4 separate regions of the Mus musculus genome follow, and all the other regions are linked to region 1. The links are chromatin contacts, called in public HiChIP or PLAC-seq and promoter capture Hi-C maps. All regions are on one chromosome and are shown on one strand. The core of a region is the stretch at or near the end of the contact, and the rest is flanking DNA. Distances in the headings are between cores, read along the strand shown.

What was found. Promoter capture Hi-C pulls out the DNA fragments that hold promoters and counts their contacts. HiChIP or PLAC-seq counts read pairs in DNA pulled down with a chosen protein or histone mark. Capture Hi-C pulls out chosen DNA fragments and counts their contacts.
Region 2: a promoter capture Hi-C map of adipose tissue shows a contact between it and region 1. The contact joins the promoter of Chst14 here to the promoter of Bub1b in region 1. A contact is called at or near these places in 6 of 39 promoter capture datasets (the 3T3-L1 cell line, 3T3-L1-derived adipocytes, the C10 cell line and 3 more) and 2 of 9 other capture datasets (adipose tissue and liver).
Region 3: a contact with region 1 is called in an H3K4me3 HiChIP or PLAC-seq map of bone marrow-derived macrophages, with 4 times the contacts expected there. The contact joins the enhancer-like site here to the promoter of Bub1b in region 1. A contact is called at or near these places in 5 of 39 promoter capture datasets (the 3T3-L1 cell line, the C10 cell line, hippocampal neurons and 1 more), 2 of 484 Hi-C or Micro-C datasets (both in embryonic fibroblasts) and 1 of 115 datasets of contacts at active chromatin or transcription factors (bone marrow-derived macrophages).
Region 4: a promoter capture Hi-C map of pre-B cells shows a contact between it and region 1, with 2.3 times the contacts expected there. The contact joins the enhancer-like site here to the promoter of Bub1b in region 1. A contact is called at or near these places in 5 of 39 promoter capture datasets (the C10 cell line, hippocampal neurons, pre-B cells and 1 more), 5 of 484 Hi-C or Micro-C datasets (bone marrow-derived macrophages, embryonic fibroblasts, embryonic limb bud and 2 more) and 2 of 115 datasets of contacts at active chromatin or transcription factors (astrocytes and bone marrow-derived macrophages).

The regions. Positions count from the first base shown.
Region 1 is chr2:118,596,578-118,599,625 of GRCm38.p6, forward strand. Bub1b (BUB1B, mitotic checkpoint serine/threonine kinase) reads left to right here and starts at 1,634. Exons shown (of 23, transcript NM_009773.3): 1 at 1,634-1,884. The coding sequence starts at 1,871.
Region 2 is chr2:118,924,941-118,927,887 of GRCm38.p6, forward strand. It overlaps Chst14 (carbohydrate sulfotransferase 14), which reads left to right and starts at 1,557. Exons shown (of 1, transcript NM_028117.3): 1 at 1,557-2,947. The coding sequence starts at 1,712. The coding sequence ends at 2,842.
Region 3 is chr2:118,334,654-118,337,689 of GRCm38.p6, forward strand. The region is part of intron 1 of Gpr176 (G protein-coupled receptor 176); the gene reads right to left. Among named protein-coding and RNA genes, the nearest start is that of 1700054M17Rik, 31 kb to the left of the region's middle. Within about 2 kb of position 1,623, at least 2 of the 459 cell types and tissues checked have an H3K27ac peak or open chromatin away from gene starts, as enhancers often do. A contact at or near this core is called in bone marrow-derived macrophages, where this site is marked.
Region 4 is chr2:118,200,459-118,203,577 of GRCm38.p6, forward strand. The region is part of intron 10 of Fsip1 (fibrous sheath-interacting protein 1); the gene reads right to left. Among named protein-coding and RNA genes, the nearest start is that of Fsip1, 55 kb to the right of the region's middle. Within about 2 kb of position 1,418, at least 8 of the 459 cell types and tissues checked have an H3K27ac peak or open chromatin away from gene starts, as enhancers often do.

The sequences.
Region 1 (3,048 bases), core at 384-2,883:
GATAATGGTGGAAATAGAGAGGTGGGAATCTACCACAGACACACACCTCAGTTGCTTCAGAACTTGATTTGTTCTGATGGGTAGATTGTGCCAACTCGTCCTTTCCCTCAGGTTCACTGTCTTCTGTAGAGAAATTCCCATGGCTCCCCTCTCTACTCCAGAGCCTAGTTGGAAGTTATATGCTCAAATGACTAATTTATCTGTTTCTGGTCTGGGTATCGACGCCCTGACATTCCTTGTTTGTTTGTATACCCCCGCCCCAACAAACGGAGAAAAATTTGACAGAATGGGCTATGTACACCTCTAAGGAGACGAGAGAGGGAGGGAAGATTGAGTCTTAAGGGAGAGGCAGTGCAGTAAGGAAGAGAGTGTAGTACAGGATACAGCAGTCCTGGAGAGCAGTGCAGTATTGTTGCGAGGGAGAGTAGAGCAGCACGGGAGGGAGAGGGAGGCAGGTTGAAAAGAGAACAAGCTGGACACAGGTAAAGACAGAATGAGCAAGAGATTGAGAAAGAGCCAGAAGATTAGGAAATAGAAAAGACTGCTAGAGTGAGTTTGAGGCCAAGCAGAGCAATTCAGGGGCTGGGAGAGAAGCCAGATTGAGTCAGTCAGCTGGGAGAGGAGTTTGAGCCAGAACAGCTGAGTTGAACCAGCCAGGTAGACTTCAGAAAGAACAAGAAAGGGTGAGCTTATTCAACAAAATTGAGAGGCTGACCTAGATTAGATCTTATGGAGGCTAGAATTTTCTAGGAGTGGATCTAGGTCAGCAGATGGAGGCAGTAAGCCCCTCAGACAACAATCACAACAGGAGAATAAAAGTTATTTTTATAGCCTGATCTACAGAGCGAGTTCCAGGATAGCCAAGGCTACACAGAGAACCCTTGTTTTGAAAAACAAAAACAAACAAAAAACAAAAGCAAACTTTTTATTGTGAAGTAAAGTTGCCCTGGATGGTCTTGAAGTCTTGGTCCTCACATCTCAGTCTCCAGAGTAGCTGAACTATAGGCCTGCATTACCAAGCCTTTAGCTCCAGTGAGACAGGCAAAGCGCTTACCCTGTTTGTATTCTGTGTTAGATCGTAGTTTACAGGACATCTGGTAGGCTGCATGAGAGAACAAATGGTACACTTCCAAGAGAATTTAAAGGAAGTTGGTCAAAGTTGAGAAGTTGTAGAGGTCAAAGGGCTTGCTGGGGAAAGGAAGTGCAGTGCTAAACCAGGTCTTGTGTAAAAGAGAAAAACGAGAACACAGTCTTTCCACAGGAAACAGCTGGGTGAGAGTGGCCTAAGGATCCCTGGACAGGTGTTAAGACCTGGGGCTCAGACAAGACCTAGGCGTAGCACAGTTAATTGTTCGGAGCAACCCAGAAGAGTAATGTACTCAAAGACACGTTATGAAACTGAAACCATCAAAGAACCTCTTGTTAATAAAGTGTCTCTCCCTGGGTTCGAAGGCTTGTCTTAGAAAGGAAACACAGAGCAAACTCGAAGTGCCTGAGCACGCTGCAGTGCTAGGACAACCATTGGTCCTTGCACCTCAAACCTGAAACTACAACTCCCATTGTGCATTGCGCAGCGCGTGCTTAAACCCGGGATACACTACAATCCCCAGAATGCTTTGGGAGGAGCGGGAGCGGGGAGCGGCGAGGCTACGTCTGCGTCAAGAGACGTTAAATTTGAAACTTGGCGGCCCGTGCGTGATGGGGGCGTGAGGAGGCTATTCTGAGAAGGAATCGGGTGCGTGGTTTTGTTTAGGAGCACGGGGTGACGATCTTCGCAGCTCCAGAGCCAGCTGAAGGTTGAGGGAGACTCAGTTAGCACTCGGAGGATAAAGGTCTGCGGAAGGGCGAGAGCAAGTATTGGGAATGCAGGATGGCGGAGGCGAGGTAAGGACCGGACGCAAATTGCTGCCGCTGGGTGCTCGGCTGGCGAGGGGAGGATCGAGGAGGTCGGCCAAGAGCAGGTCTCCCCAAACCCCCTTCCCAACGGCGTGGAGCCCTGCATCCAGCCAGGGGGCAAGACTGGGAGAGTTTGGAATTTGCCATATGATCTGGTTCTGAAACTCACCTCAGCCGTTTTTATTTGACCTTGAACATGTTTACGGAGGGGTGGGGGCACGCAGATATTAATGCTGCTTTATGGAGTTCTGGGAGGATTCAAGATGTTTGTAAAGTACCTGCTTTCAACTAATAAGTGTTCTCACTTTGCTAGCAGCTTAGGGATCTGAAGAGCAGAGCACTTGCAGCTTTTCCTCATCATAAAATATAGAGGGTTTTTCTAGGTTAGAATTTAAGATGCATTTCAATTATGGAACTTATAATAACTGGGTAATTGCTGTCATAAGCTGTCATTCATGGAAGAGAATTTATCGACTACCATTTTGAGCACTGAAGGCGAACAGTAAAAGACACAAAATCCCAACCTTTGTGAAGCTTAAGTTCTGGGGAGGAATGAATCGGGGTGTGTGTCGCGGATGGGCAATAAGACATGTTTAACATCAGATAGAATCAGTATTAACAAGTGTAAAGCAAGAGAAGACGGCATTGGAGGTAGAACTAGTGTGGTTTCAGAAGGGTTTGGACATGTAACTCAGGAAGGGCACTTGTTCAAGGTACATAAGGCCTTAGTTCATTACCCAGCAATGAGGCTTGGGGGTGGGGGAGTCGGGGCAGAGGGAGATTTGAACAGAGGCCTCCCTGATGAGATGGCACTTGGGTCTGAACTAGAAGGAACTAGTCACGGACAGGTGAGATGGCTCTGTGGATAGAGATAATTGCTAACCAAGACTGAGGACCTGTTTGGTCACCCCTCCCCCACCCCCGAAACCCCATGGTGGAAGGAGAGAAACAACTCTAAGGTTGTGGCCTGACTTACACACACACACACACACACACACACACACACACACGGCGGGGGGGGGGGGTGAGAATAAATACATTTTTGTTTTGTTTTGTTTTTTGTTTTTTTCGAGACAGGGTTTCCCCTTATAGCCCCGGCTGTCCTGGAACTCACTATGTAGACCAGGCTAACCTCGAACTCAGAAATCCGCC
Region 2 (2,947 bases), core at 307-2,806, 330 kb after region 1:
CATCAGTTTCAGGATTTGACTGGTGGACTAACATTGACCTCTTTAGAGCCCTCTCATTCTGGGATGCTGAGGTCCCCCCCACCTGCTAGCTAAGTCCAAATCTATGGTGGAAGAAAAGTGGTGATGAGATCAGAGCTTTCATCCCCATGACATGGGTAGGCTATCCCATGGTATGGACAGCCATCAGTGTGCTGCCCACGAGAGTTCTAAGAGGTGTCACTTTACAGACAAATGGAGCAGGCAATCCCACCACCAGAAATCTATACACTGCCTAGAAAGGGACAGCAGTGTAGTGAAGGGTCAGAAGTGGCCTGAGATGCACCCAGCATCCAACTTTAAAGCCACTGAACCTCCCAGTTCAGACATTTACCCCATGTTTTCTGTGTGGCTCTCTGAACAACAACAACACACACACACACACACACACACACACACACGTCACTTTATCCCTCAGACCCCCTCATCTGCCTAATCAGCTTCATAGTCTCACCATTCCCACCCAGTCCTTTCATCATCCTCTGGGCATAACCTGTACCAAAGTCAATTCTTCGTCCTCCCATCTAATGTGCTGTCATGACTAGGAATTGGGTCTGAAAGTCAGCCTTGGCTAGCCAGTGAAACCCATACCTAAACAACAACAACAACAAAACCTTCAGTCACAGCTACCCCAGAGTCCATACAATGTGAACAGCCACAGAATCTACTGTCAAGTGGCTGATGACTATAGGAAATAGTTAAAAACAAACAACAACAACAACAACAAAAAAACGTGATTTGTTCCCCAGTTCTGTTGTCTTAAGCCTTGTTGGGGCCCCACACGAAGTCAAGCTGTAGTGCTTAGGGACTAGTTGTATGCTGCTGTTCAAAGTACTCTGACCAATCTGTTGCCACTGGGTACATCTTGGCTCCAAGCAAAGAGGCCTTTCTGTGGTTGCTGCGTTGTACTTGTAGGTTGTCCTGAAGTATATATTGGCCATACGTGGTCCCGAGGTACTTGTCCATAGCCTCCGACCAGAGTGTCCCAGTTAGCCTACTGCTTCAGACTTGGCAGGGGAGATTCCTTTTACAGACAGATCAGCATTGCTCAGTAGATAAGCACTAGTCCCTAGGAATTACTAAAGCAAAATGTCACCATGGAGACATTAGCCAGAGCTTGACAGAGTGGCCCTGCCCTGGGCTGGGACTGGTACAAGCGGCTAAGGACCATGCTTCCGGTCAGGACAGATCTCCTTTATGTCTAGACCGACTGAGTGGTGGGTTGTCCTGCATTCAGGTCACAGCTGGAGGGACAGCGGTTCCAGAGCAGTTTAAAGCAGGATGGAGGGTGCAAATCTTAAATGGAGCACCAAGAGGACACGTGTTAAAGAGACACGGGATCTCAGTAGCTCCTGCTTTCCAGGTCTCATTTTGTCTGGAGTGGCCCAGGCTCATGAGTTCTCTCCCGGGCTAGGGTCCGCCTGCGGCCTCCCGCAACTAGCTCCTAGGACTCGGGCACCCGCCCCTCTCCCCGCCCCACAACGTGGGCCCGCCCTCGCGCCTGTATCAGGGAGGGGCGGGGAGAGAAGAGCGGCCGGGCGGGACATCCGGCCCTGGTCCCTGCCTGCACCCCGGGAGCTGGCCACCCACTATCCCTCCCCTCCCGAGACCTCCAGCCCCTGCTGCAGTCACCTCCCCTGCAGCCTCGAGGTCGGCGAGGTCTGGCCGCAGCACCATGTTTCCCCGCCCTCTGACCCCACTGGCTGCCCCGAAAAGCGCGGAGACCCTGGGCCGCACGCCAAGGCGGGCCCCATTGGGCCGGGCCCGGGCTGGGCTCGGGGGGCCGCCCCTGCTGCTGCCGTCCATGCTGATGTTCGCTGTAATCGTGGCCTCCAGCGGACTGCTGCTCATGATCGAGCGAGGCATCCTATCGGAGATGAAACCCCTTCCCCTGCACCCTCCCAGCCACAAAGGCGCGGCCTGGAGCGGGACAGATCCTAAGCCTAGAGGCCTATCCTTGGATGCTGGGGACTCGGACTTGCAAGTGAGGGAGGACATCCGAAACCGGACCTTGAGGGCCGTGTGCGGACAACCAGGCATGCCCCGGGACCCCTGGGACTTGCCGGTGGGACAGCGGCGCACCCTGCTGCGCCACATTCTCGTAAGTGACCGCTACCGCTTCCTCTACTGCTATGTCCCCAAAGTGGCCTGCTCTAACTGGAAACGTGTGCTGAAGGTGCTGGCTGGCATCCTGAACAACGTGGATGTCCGCCTCAAGATGGACCACCGCAGTGACTTGGTGTTTCTGGCAGACCTGCGGCCTGAGGAGATTCGCTACCGTCTGCAGCACTACTTCAAGTTCCTGTTTGTGCGAGACCCCTTGGAACGCCTCCTGTCTGCTTACCGTAACAAGTTTGGAGAGATCCGAGAGTACCAGCAGCGATATGGGGCCGAAATTGTCAGGCGCTACAGGGCTGGAGCTGGCCCCAGCCCTGCAGGGGACGATGTCACCTTCCCAGAGTTCCTGAGATACCTGGTGGATGAGGATCCTGAACATATGAATGAGCATTGGATGCCTGTGTACCACCTGTGCCAACCATGTGCTGTGCACTACGACTTCGTGGGTTCCTATGAGAGGCTGGAGGCTGATGCCAACCAGGTGCTGGAGTGGGTGCGGGCCCCACCCCATGTCCGGTTCCCAGCTCGCCAGGCCTGGTACCGGCCAGCCAGCCCAGAAAGTCTGCATTACCACTTGTGCAATGTTCCACGGGCCCTGCTTCAAGATGTGCTACCTAAGTATATCCTGGACTTCTCCCTCTTTGCTTACCCACTGCCCAATGTCACCAAGGAAGCCTGTCACCAATGACAGTAGGCCAGCACCTTTTGGAGTTTGGGTTTAATGATATCAGCTTTGGGATGTCTTTCAGAGAAACTCCTGGCTCTGGGTGGCTTCCTGGTTTCTCTAGGTGTC
Region 3 (3,036 bases), core at 373-2,872, 260 kb before region 1:
ATAACAGTCATCCAGGAAACCAAACTGTGGGGGCACTCTGATTCTGCTCTGACCCTGCCAACACCAGCCAGCCTGGGTACCACTTGCATCACTTACTCTCCATCTTATTCTCTTCTTGGTCCTCATTTTGAGCAATCCAATCACCAACCACAGTCTTATCACCAAGAAGGAAAATACAATGCTGGATGATTTTGATTAAAGTTTTCCCAGGGCAGATGGTCAAATTACTGAGTAACATAAAATCTGTGAAATCAACAAGCATTTCCTAAAATCCAACAGCACGAGGACCCCAAACTTTACTATTTAAAGATATGGCCTCAGAGGACTGCTTCTAAGTCCCAAGTGCCAACACCATGTGCATCTGGGCTTCCAACACACAGGTGACACTTGAAATCATCATCTTCTTTCCACTGCTCTCACTTTAAAACTGTGCATCCTTTTCTAGAACTTGTGTTAGGAAGTAACCACATCATCCTTAATGAAGCCCCCAAAGATACCCAGCCCATGGAATTCAGGTGAGGCCTTGACTGGGATTCCTCATGTGAAAGATCTGCTGATGAGAATAATCTCAAAGCCTGTGTCATTCATAGCCACCAGGCCAGGCTTCCCTGTCTCATTTAAGTTGCCATGAAATGCTCAGAAGGTAAAAGCGCTTGCGATACAGACACGATCACCTGAGCTTGATCCCAGGATACCCTATGGTGGAAGGAGAGAACCAGCTCCCGAAAGTTGTCCTTTCACCTCCACATACATGCGTGTACATACTCACACCAACAACCACACAGGGCATTACATATGCATGCATTCATGCACTGGTCACACACACATACAATAATGAATGTTTAAATTTTTAGATTCATACTGGGTGACTTGGCATCCATTATTTTTTATATTGGTTGGCTTTTCTAGAGTAACAAAGCCTAAGGTTTTTCCATTTTTTTCAATAGTTTCTCTCTTCTCTTTCTTGTCTGTATGTTTGAAACTGTGCTTTCCCATATGCTGAGCTGCCCTCAAGCTTACTACATAGCTGAAGATGACCCTGAACTCCTGAAGCTCCCCCTCCAAGTGCAGGGATACAGGCATGCATCAGATTTCCTTCCATTCTCAATGTGTTATTCACTTTAGGATAGCAAGTTATATGCATCACATGACTTACAGTTCTTCAAGAAAATTCTGGGGTCAAATCGACTCATTTTTTACATGCATATAGAATTTATTGTTTCCCCTCTTTGTCACATTTATATTCTTAAAAGCCAATAAAAAATGACTAAGTGTTTCTTCTTATCATTCCTTTCATAGATAGCAGCTGATGTTAATAATTTTATAATACTCTTCAAAGCCAGGGGCACTGTAGCACACAGCTATATTCTAAGATCTCCAGCAATGGAGGTAGGAGAATCAAGGGTTCAAGGCCAGCCTTGGCTACCTACACAGCCTCAGCTTAGTGAGATCTTGTCTCAAAAAGATTTAAATAAGATTAACAGAGGGAGAGAGAGAAAGAGAGAGAGAGAGAGAGAGAGAGAGAGAGAGAGAGAGAGAGAGAGAGAGAGACTAAGGCCAAGGCCAACAAAGGAGCCGGCCATAGAGTAACAGAAAATATGTTCTAGTATATAACCAATACTGCCATCTTTTGGCAGCAAACAGAATTGTCTCTTTTGCTTGGTAGTGTGGCTTCACCCCACACTCAGCCCCCTTAAGCCTACATTTGAGCCTGATTAATGTAAAAGCAATCACTCCTAAAGACATTCAAGACTGTCAAAATATTACAACAAACATCAATGCCCGTGGTGTAATTAATTACAAAAGTAGTTAACATCCCTTTGCAAGATTTGTTCTAGAAGAAATATTTATCTTTGCAGGATCTATGCTATGGTTCTTAGAAGTGACATACACACTGGGAAATATGCAGGTCTTTACATACAAGTGAAGTTGTCTCATTCACAAACACAGCATCTTTAAGCTGTACGTATATAGGTAGGGAAGAATATTGAAAAGATCACTAGCTAAAGAATCGGCAAGATTCTCATCTGGTCGGCTACTCATTAAGCTTGGTCAAAACCTGGCTCATGTTATGCATAGATTAACATTCTGCATCTTATGGTTCTGTTGAAAAATACCAAGATACTGTGAAATTATGATGTATGACATAATATTCTGGGTCCTAATATTCTGCTTAACTCAAAGAAGTTTCTTATATACAGTTACTGTCAACCACCATCAACTATCTTATTTGGTGTGTATTTTTTTCAGACATTTGAATCTCTTCTAAACTCTTCCAGTTTGATACCTTTTCCTCTCTTCCTTTTCTTGAAACAGGGGAGAAGGGTTGTGATGTTACACAAGCTGGGTTTAGCTCATGGGTCCTCCTGCCTCTGCCTTTTGAGTAGCAGGGGCTACAGATGTAAAGCAGCATGCCCGGCTTGACATCTTAAAAAGAGAGGAGTTTTGTTTGTTTAGTTTAAATACAGAAGACAATTAGTGGAATAAAAATAACTTCCTTCACCCTCATACCAATGACCCTCTTCAAGATTTTACTGGGACTCATTTAAAATTAACACCAGGTTTTTAAAATGAATGGCAGATGCCAAACCCCATTAAATGGGAATTTCATAAACTCCTTTCTCTGAAATTGAGATTTTACTCCTCCCGGAGGGTAACTCAGTGGTGGAGCATTTGCCTAGCAACTGGGGACCCTAGCTGGATCCCAGGTCCAAAAGAAGAGAGGAAGGGCCGGGCATGGTGGCGCACGCCTTTAATCCCGGCACTCGGGAGGCAGAGGCAGGCGGCTTTCTGAGTTTGAGGCCAGCCTGGTCTACAAAGTGAGTTCCAGGACAGCCAGGGCTATACAGAGAAACCCTGTCTTGAAAAACCAAAACCAAAAAGAAGAGAAGAAGAAGAAGAAGAAGAAGAAGAAGAAGAAGAAGAAGAAAGAGAGTAAGGAAAGAGGGAGGGACAGCCAGAGGCAGAACAATCAGGAGAGGGAAGTAGAAACGGACAAATCACACCTGTGTGCCTTCTTGTGCACAAGGAATTCAA
Region 4 (3,119 bases), core at 168-2,667, 400 kb before region 1:
GCAGTGAGTGGCACTGTCTGGGTGGTTTAGGAGGTCTGGCCTTGCTGGAGGAAGCAGGTCTCCAAAAGTCAATTTTGAGGTTTCAAAGCCACAGGCTACTCCCAGTTCACTCTTCCTCTGCTTTGGGTTTGAGATGTGATCTCTCCACTGTTCCTGCTGCTGCATCTGCCATGATGCCCTGCCATGATGGACTCTGATTTCTTTGGTACTATAAACCCAGATAAACTCTTTCTTTTACAAGTTTCCTTGGGTCATGGTGTTTCATCGCAGCAACAGAGAAGTGAACAAGCCAGCTCATTCTAGCTGGGATGTCAACTCCCTCTCCAGGGAAGTGTATCATTGCAATACAGCAACAAAGGTCAGTACAGTACAACACTGAGAAATATCTTCTGAAAGGACACAACAGGAGTCCTTTTCTGCTTCGTCTTACACAGGTGGTTATCTGACCATAAAAGCACCATCCACATTCTCTTCAAAATGCCACACCCAAAGCTGTTAATTAAATATCTATACTTATTTACACAATGGAACTCAGCAAAGTGACTCGTTTTTTGTTTGTTTGTTTGTTTCGAAACAGGGTTTCTCTGTCTAGCCCTGGCTGTCCTGGAACTCACTCTGTAGACCAGGCTGGCCTCAAACTCAGAAATCCTCCTGCCTCTGCCTCTGCCTCTGCCTCTGCGCCTCTGCCTCTGCCTCTCTGCCTCTGCCTCTCTGCCTCTGCCTCTGCCCCTCTGCCCCTCTGCCCCTCTGCCCCTCTGCCCCTCTGCCTCTGCCTCTGCCTCCCAAGTGCTGGGATTAAAGTCATGTGCCACCACTGCCAGGCAGCAAAGTGACTCAAGATTTTCCAGGCTATGCAACTTGGCTGGTGCAGAAGTTTGGGCTGAGCATATAAGTGAAGTTGAGTCATATCAAAATGACCTGTGAGCAAAAACTCTAACTGAAATAAATAAATAAATAAATAAATAAATAAATAAATAAATAAATAATAAAGCCCTGCGATTTGCCAAAAGCCCCAGGATGCGCACAGTCAAAGGATCCTGTACATAGATGGAGTGCACACCACTTACTGCCCAACCTAAATAAACAGTGCTGAGGTTTTCAGAGACTTTTAAAATCAACCCAGCCTGTGATCTTAGAGCATCTATAGTTATCAATGTCCTCGAGAGTGAAGTGACATCATTGGACGGAGACTGAGCAGCGGACATTTCATTCATCCAGAAACTGTTGGTTCTGTTTGTGGCTGGCAGGGATGCAGAACAGGCAGTTTTTGTCTATTCTTTTGCAGTCGTTACCAACATACTACAGGCTCAGGTGGGTCCCAAGAGCATTTTAAATGTGTTTGCTTCTGGCTTGCCCTCTGCCTTGGCAGTCTGTTGCTTCATATCATCTCCTGCTCCAAACCTCACAGCCCTTTCCCTCTCTAAAGTGCGGAAGGCAAGGGTCAACTCAAGTGTTTGCAGAGGGCTGGGCTCCTCTTGTGGACTCCTGTTGTGTCCATCTGAAGAGGGAGGGACCTAGGTATTCTTCCCAGCTTGGAGAAGAGAGAGAAAAGGGAAGGTGTGAAATCCTGGCCTTGGTAAGTGGAGAAGTGGTGTCATGTGGTGTCAGCATAGATCCCAGCCACACAGAGAATGTCCCAGTCTACCTGGAAGTGGAGGCCACAAAGGCAGAAGCACATCCATTAAAATGATGGCAGCTGCCTAGAGTGACTGTGTGACAAGAGCACTGTGCTGGGAATGTACTGACCACAGGAGGCCAGCAGGTCTCAGCTCCTCTGGCCTTTTGCCAGTCACCTCTGGGCAGTGCACATACACCAGAGTCTTGCCTGGCACACACAGTCATGGACCCTTGGTCCCACCTGGCACTACCAAGGCCAAAACTTCTTTAGGACATTAAACTACAGGGTCAATCTCTGACCTTAGCCAAATAAGACCTTTCCCAACTTGCCAGCCAATAAGAAAAAGGACCTGACAAGGTGAGAGTGAGATGGCAAAGGGATAGATGGACACTCAGGCTTCTTTATGGGGACAGAGGAGAGCAGAACTCGCTGTCACCATGTCCCTCCACCTATGCAAACTTCCCAGCTCTGTTCTGTGAGAAGCAATCTGTGGTCCTCTCCTTTTGGACAAAATAGCTGGTTCTCAAAGGGATCTTCCTTGGCCCATGGTCTTTATCTCTCTTTTAAGAGCTTTAAAGCCTTTTACAGAAGAAGCCAGGACAGGAACACGGAGATGGACAAAGGAGGGACAGAGGAAGGAAGGTAAGGAGGGAGGGAGGGAGGGAGGGAGGGAGGGAGGGACGGACGGACGGACGGACGAGGGGAGAAGGCAGCACAGGAAGAGATGAGTTCTTTTACAGTGGAACAGCTTCCTTTGTCAGAGTGGAAGAAACATCTTGCTTTATACTCAGCAAAATGTAAATGCATACAAAATGTTCCCAAGTGATTATTTTTACATATAAATTATGATCAATTTCCATAAATTCTAATTTTAAAGTTATATATATATATATATATATATATATATATATATATATATATAAAATCTATGAGGGATGATAATTTGACCAGGAGCTGGAGAAGTGTATGAGCTAATGGGCAAGGGAAGCCTGCAGTCAATAAACAGAATGAAGTGAAGAAGCCCCACCCCCACCTTTTCCCACAAGGAGAAAACACTTATGTCTGAGTACCATCTGTGCTGCCAACCCTGTGGTCTTCAGTATTCACTTCACATTAACCCTAAGTTACCCACACCAAGACCTATTTAAACTCCAAGCAAAATACCTCGAGTGGGAAATGTTTAGCAACAGACATCACTACTCAGCTGAGAGTATCACAATTATATTCCTACACACTGGGCTCATCGACTCCTGTCCCCAAGCTACCTGAGTGTTTAGCATCATTTTACGGATGTAAAGAAGTCATTACTGAGTTCTGAATTACACTCTTGGTTAAAGAAAATACAGAAAGAAAAGAGAAAAAAAAGCATCCATGTCTTCAACTTTGGCTTTTAAATGAAGAGCTTAACCCCTCACACAACACAACAAAGCCTGCTACCCCATGGCAGTACTAACCCTCGATTTCAGGACTAGTTACAAGAAATTAAAGTGAAGAAGACATT